Linked DNA regions of Mus musculus: region 2 is linked to region 1. Evidence: chromatin contacts called from public promoter capture Hi-C data. All regions are on one chromosome and are shown on one strand. Each heading gives the region's core, a stretch centred on a gene start, on an enhancer-like site or on the middle of the called end of the contact. The rest is flanking DNA. Distances are from core to core; before and after follow the strand shown.

Evidence for each region. Promoter capture Hi-C pulls out the DNA fragments that hold promoters and counts their contacts.
Region 2: a contact with region 1 is called in a promoter capture Hi-C map of pre-B cells. The contact joins the promoter of Gabbr1 here to the promoter of Sod2 in region 1. A contact is called at or near these places in 4 of 39 promoter capture datasets (cranial neural crest, maxillary cranial neural crest, pre-B cells and 1 more).

Annotation. Positions count from the first base shown.
Region 1 is chr17:13,006,082-13,009,342 of GRCm38.p6, reverse strand. Sod2 (superoxide dismutase 2, mitochondrial) reads right to left here and starts at 1,504. Exons shown (of 5, transcript NM_013671.3): 1 at 1,275-1,504; 2 at 957-1,159. The coding sequence starts at 1,297.
Region 2 is chr17:37,044,216-37,047,476 of GRCm38.p6, reverse strand. It overlaps Gabbr1 (gamma-aminobutyric acid (GABA) B receptor, 1), which reads right to left and starts at 1,511. Exons shown (of 23, transcript NM_019439.3): 1 at 1,188-1,511; 2 at 701-782; 3 at 1-23. The coding sequence starts at 782.

The DNA.
Region 1 (3,261 bases), core at 255-2,754:
CCACTGGCTCCGTGTGTCAGCACGAATCCATTCACACACACACACACACACACACACACACACACACACACAGAGGTTTTTTAATACTATAGCATTCCCATATACATCATCTAGGGGTGCAAACACAGAACTCTGCACTATGGATTTTGTTGGCTGAGCGCTTAAAAATATAGGTAAATAAATAAGCTTGCCTACTGTTCCATTCAGTGACAGATACTCAGTTTCTCACAAAATAGCTATTTTTCTTGTGAACTTTGACCCCAAAAGTACCAAGTCTAGCCTGTTCTGCAGCTAAGTGCTCGTTCCTGTCTTTTCCTCCCCCCCCCCCCAAGGGTAAAGAGTGTGAAACAGGATGTCCAGAGATATCCAAGGGGTCAGGGAGTCCCAGCCCTAGACTGAACTAATCCTATTGTTGTCCACAACGGTGACAATAATCACAACTCGGACTGCAGTCTTCTGATGCCACTTCAGACCCTCTCCTGCACCTGCTGCCAGGCCACCAATATCGCTTGCTCTCAGCAAAACCCCAGCCACTTCTAGCCCCAACCACCCTCTCACCCAAGGGCACCTGGCTGACCCAGCTCGGGCACTCTCAACCCTCCTGCAAATGGCTGCCAAGGCTACCTGAAAAATAAGCAAAACAAACTCTCCTGAAGCCACGTTATATAACAACCGCATATTTTAAATATTCATATGCAAAACAAAAACTAAATATTCATTACGCAAAAAGGAGCAGCGTCCGAGAGCTGTCTTTAAAGGACCACCACCAATGCTAGCTAGCAACACGGGTGACAAAAAAGGACACAACAGTAAGGTCCGTCAAGTACTTTCGTGAGGTCCTGTGTTTTCCGGGATAGGAAAGGACGTTTATGCGAACCAACGGAGGTATTCCCCGGCATCGAAACAGACCTCCGTCCGGCCACCGGGATCCTCGTGTGCAGGGGCCCCGCACCTACCCTTGGCCAGAGCCTCGTGGTACTTCTCCTCGGTGGCGTTGAGATTGTTCACGTAGGCCGCGTGGTGCTTGCTGTGGTGCAGCTGCATGATCTGCGCGTTAATGTGTGGCTCCAGCGCGCCATAGTCGTAAGGCAGGTCTGGGAGGCTGTGCTTGTGCCGGGAGCCCGCGGCACCGGCCACAGGGCCCAGCCTCCTGCCCGTGCTGAGAGGAACAGAGAGGACGGCGGGTCACGCCACTGACACGGCGAGCCAGCCACGCCCGCCGCCCCGAGACCCACCCGTAGGGGACGCCGAGGCCCCGGGGCCCTGCCGCTCACCTGCACGCCGCCCGACACAACATTATTGAGGTTTACACGACCGCTGCTCTCCTCAGAACACGGCCGTTCGCTCGCAGGCGCGCGTCTGCTAGGCAGCGTCCGCCCGGCGTCCGCAAGGACACAGCGAAGCGGTGACCCTGCCCGCAGCGCCCATCAGCGGAGGGGAGGACGGCGACACGGACGGCCCGGCGCATAACGGAGCGGCATCCTGGGAAGGCAACGTCTCCCCTGTGCCAAATTGGTAGAGGCCGCGTGCTTGCTACAGCCACGCCCCCACCATCGGCCTTGGCCCCGCCCCGCCTCGGGGAACCCCGTCCGCCCCGCGGTGTGGCTCCGCCCCTCCTCGGGCCGCCCTGTCCAGCTCTGGCTGTGAGCTGCAAAGCTTCCACTCTATTTCTACTCCTGCTTCTGGGAAACCCTGGAGACTTTCCTCCGGAAAGCCAAGGCTCTGCTGCTGGTCAGAATTATGGAGTAATCAGGGCCCCTCTGACCCAGTTAATTTATGCCCGGAGTGACCTTCCCTGGGGCCTAACCTGACATTAAATCACGTCGCAGGTTTGCGTGTGTTCATCTTTGTTGCCCCTGAGACTGGGGTTGCGGACTCCGGGTGCAGCTTGCCAGTTAACTAGTAAGAGTCCGGATTAGAAGGCGAGGTTCATCTTTCTTGATTAAACTCTGCAACATTCAGTGACTTCAAAAACCAACCCACTCGACCAAATGTAAAAGGACATTGTTTCCCTTTGTGGACTTATTAGTCTAAGAAGCAGTGGCTATCAAATGTTTCCATAACAATTATACAGCTTTCCTCTTCTACTTAATGGGTTTATGTCTTCCCTGATTAGAAAACACTAAGAAAGCAGAAGGCAGTTGGCTGAGTAGTTCCCGGTGGTTTTTTCCCACCCCCTTTGCAGGCCTCCTAAGGATGACAGGGCTTAGGGTAAGGGGAATTGCAAGAGGATGCTTTCCGGTAGGGAGAAACCTGTCCACAGGCGTCAGACCGGAGCTGTATGGATGACCTGTGTCTTAGTTAGGGTTTTACTGCTGTGAACAGACACCATGACCAAGGCAAGTCTTATAAAAAACAACAGTTACTTGTGGCTGGCTTACAGGTTCAGAGGTTCAGTCCATTATCATTAAGGTGGGAGCATGGCAGTATCCAGGCAGGCATGGCACAGGCAGAGCTGAGAGTTCTATGTCCTCATCCAAAGGCAGCTAGTGGAAGACTAACTTCCAGGCAACTAGGGTGAGGATCTTATGCCCACACCCACAGTGACACACCCATTCCAACCAGGTCACACCTATTCCAACAAGGCCACACCTCCAGATGGTGCCATTCCCTGGCCCAAGAATATACAAACCATCATGCTCCACTCCCTGGCCCCCCATAGACTTGTTCAAAAACATGAGTCTATGGGGGGCCATACTTAAACATAGCATAATGCAAAATGCTATGGTGGTGTGGTGGCACATGCCTTTGATCCCAGCACTCCGGAGACAGAGGCAGGCGGATTTCTGAGTTCAAGGCTAGCCTGGTCTACAAAGTGATTTCCAAGACAGCCAGGGCTATACAGAGAAACCCTGCCTCAAAAAAAAAAAACAAAAACAAAAACAAAAAAAAATGCATTTAGTCAAACTTTTCAAGTCCTCATAGTCTATAGCAGTCTCAACAATATTAAAAATCCAAAGTTCAAGGTCTCTTCTGAGATTCATCCAATCACTTAACTGTAATCCCCAAAGAAAGACAGGAAACCAGCTGGGTAAACTCCAAACTCTGCGTCTCCATGGCTGATGTCAAAGCGGTCTTCAGATCTCCACTCCTTTTTCATCTTTGTTGACTGCAACAACTGCTTTCTCCTGGGCTGGTTCCACTCCCTGTTAGCAGCTTTCCTTAGCACGTATCCCATGGCTCTGGCATCTTTAATAGCTTTGAGTCTCCAAGGCAATTTCAATGTTACAGCTTCTTGTTTCAGTGTCTGGGATTCCACTT
Region 2 (3,261 bases), core at 262-2,761, about 24 Mb before region 1:
GGGCGGATGTATAATCTGGCAACCTGAGAGGGAATGGGGAGGCACAGGGGAACCGTGGGAGCGGGAAGGCAGCGCGCAGTGGAAGGGGGAAGAGCAGGGCGTGGTCAATGGTGGGGTTGGGGCAGGGGGACAGAAAAGGAGGGGCACACGGGACACACGACTGGAAGCTGGGAGTGGGAACAGTTAAGAACCCCAAGCTGCAGAACCCAGCGTCGTGGGTTAGGGCTAAAGCTGGTGCGAGAGTCCACCGGTTAAGAAGTATAATGGAGACAAATATCTAAGAAGAAATCCTAAGGGCTATAATGTTCGGTGGTTTAAATGAGGGACAGGGCCGAAGGAGAATACCGGTGAGGACCACACAAACCCACTGAACAAGGACCACACAAACCCATCAAAGCAACAAGGTGGACTACGGAAGGGGGGCGCTGTAGTAACGTGGGGCCCGGAAAGGGAGGTGGGGCTGAGATAATTCGGGGTCACAGAAAAACGGTGTAGTGTAGCAACGTGAGGTAGAGGAAATGGGTGCTGGTGGTGATGCGGAGTGACAGAAAGGAGGTCAGGAGTTGTGAAGTGGCTGCGGACCAGGATGCCAGGGATGGGGGCGGGGGGAGGTCCTGCCGCAAGAGTGATGAGGAAAGGAGACGTGCAAGGAAACGAGCTGTGGGGTGGAAGAGGTCCAGGGCGCCGGAGATGGGTGCACCTTCCGAGGTGACGTTGGGGGTCTGAGCCCCGCCAGCGCCCAGGGGGCGGAGGAAGAGAGGCACCAGCAGCAGCAGCAGCATCTGAGGAAAAGGCAACAGTGAGGGCACGGAGGAGCCCGCCGGCCGCGGCCTGGGCCAGCCGACGGACAGGTCTCGCTCCGCGCACCTCACGGGCTCCAACCGCGCGGTTCGGGACGCGAAGGGCGCCCCGCGGAGGAGGCGGGGGCGGAGCCGCACGGGCTGGGGGGGAGAGGAGGAGAGAGCGCCTGTCCCCACCCTCCTCCGGCCTCCCTCGGCCCCCCACCCTCCCGGGACTCCACCTCCTCTCAGCAGCCCCTGTGGCTAGCGCTAGCCCAGCTTACCCACGCTCAGGGGTCCCGCTACCCCATCACTCGCCTCTCGCACCCGAACCCCACGCACCCCCCGGCCCTACCCTACGTCCACCGGCCTCCTTGCCAAGCCCCGGTCGTGGGGCCCCGGTCTTACCTCGGCGGCCGGTCCCGCTCCGCGGCTCTCCCCGGGCCTCAAGGGCCCAGGCCCGGCCGCGGCTCCCCGTTCTCCCTCCCGGTCCTCCAGCTTCCCCTCCCCCTGTTCTTCTTCCACAGGAATCCAGGCTCCAGCCCGGCCGGGGTCTCTCCCCTTCGCGATCGCTACCCGCAAACCCCACCCCCGTCTCTCCTTCCCCGGGGCGACGGCGGCCGCGAGAGCACGGTGCCGGGAGGGAAGGAGGCGGCGCCGGGGACCGGGGAAGCTCTCGGGCGGAGGGAGGAAGGAGGGTGCAGGGGAAGACGGGGCGGGGGGAAGGGAGGGGGAGATCGGAGAGGGCGCCTCCCACAACCCGAGCCCCAGGAGCCGCCCCGGATCCCGGCCCCTCCCTAGACCGCCCACGGCGCGGGAGGGCGTAGAGGTAGGATGGAGGGGAACATAGGCGACCACGCATGCAGGCGGGGGACTAAGAGCTGCCGAGAGACCCGCAGACTAGACTGATGGAGACAGGAGGGGGGGCTGTAGGGGGTTATAGGACCCAAGCCTAAAGCAGAGGAGCTGGCACAAAGACAAGGAGCCTGGATGAAGGTGAAGAAAGGATGTGTTTGTACAAAAGGAAGACAGATCTGGACCTGGCGTAAGGAGGGAAGACGTCATATGCCTGGGGAACAGACCTTGAAGGGGAAGGGAGAATCAAGGGTCAAAAGGGCAGCCGATGGTGGAGGGAGCACTAGGAGAAAAATAGGATAGAAGAGCTAGAACTGGGAGCCCCGGGTGGCTCGTTAGTCCAGCAGTAGGCTACTTGCCAGCTTATGGCGGGGAGCAAGAGATCAGGGGCATCAGAAGAGATACTGAGGTAGATGGAGAAAGGAGAGGGCATAAAGAAAGAAAACCTCTACGTGAGCATGAGCCTGTATTATCAACACTCGGACCAGACCTGCCATTCTTGACTAAGGGTAAACTGGAGGCCCTGACAGAGAAGTCTGACAGCCAAAGCTCCTGCATTGCGATTGTCTGTCCATAACTTGATGGACAGAAAGATGAAAAAGGGAGTGTGGCGGGGGCTGGGGGAGGCACTCCTTTGCTGGCTAGTTCTTCCAGAGAGGTGGGTGGAAAGCAGGTATTATGAGACCCAGGAGAACCAAGGCTCTCAACCTTCAACCCTATGTTAGAACAAGTATTTGTAATGACTCCTAAACCACGAACTAATAATCATAGATTACATCACTTCCCTATGCACGTGACTAAAAAGAACAAAATATTTCCCCATCTATAAGAAGGAGCATAGCAATTTGCTACAACATAAACAGTATTTTAGAGTGAGTGCCGTTTCCCTCGAAGCAGGCAAATGCTTACACCTCTCCTTAGAGTCACAGAAATGAAACTTCTACCAACACACTGATACAGGTGCATAGCCAGTGACTCAACTACCTCCGGCATGTTGCCATCAATGTAGTGACTTCAGGAAATGTTGAGCAACTCTTGGTAGCAAAGTCAAGCTTCCCTAAACTCACACAGAACTGTAATTGCATTCCTAGAAAGTTCGCTGCATATTCAGACCATTAAAAAAAAAAAAAAGACTATTAAGTTCTAGGCTCAGATAATTAAACACAAGTTTTTACCTACATGAATGTCCTGGGGGACTTCTGAAAATCTGGATAAAGAGAGAACTCTTATCTGGCAGGAGGACAGCTTTTACACAGGTTCTACCCATATGTACACCCCCTCTCACAGTTCTAAATACAAAAAAAAAAAAAAAAAAAGCCCCACAAGCTTTTAAATGTTGCCTGGAAAGAGTCTGAGAACCACTGGACTAAATAGTGAGCAAAAGAGAGTAGGAAGGAGTTCTAACCACCAGAAGAGACAGCCACCCTCCTCTGAGTGGCCTGCCCTCTCAATAAGACCAACTGAAGTTATGGATACCAGTGAGGGAAGTTTCTCAGATAGTCAAAAAGAAGAGCTACCTGGCCGGGTGTGGTGGTGCATGCCTTTAATCCCAGCACTTGGGAGCAGAGGCAGGCAGATTTCCGAGTTCGAGGCCAGCCTGGTCTACAAAGTGAGTTCCAGGACAGCC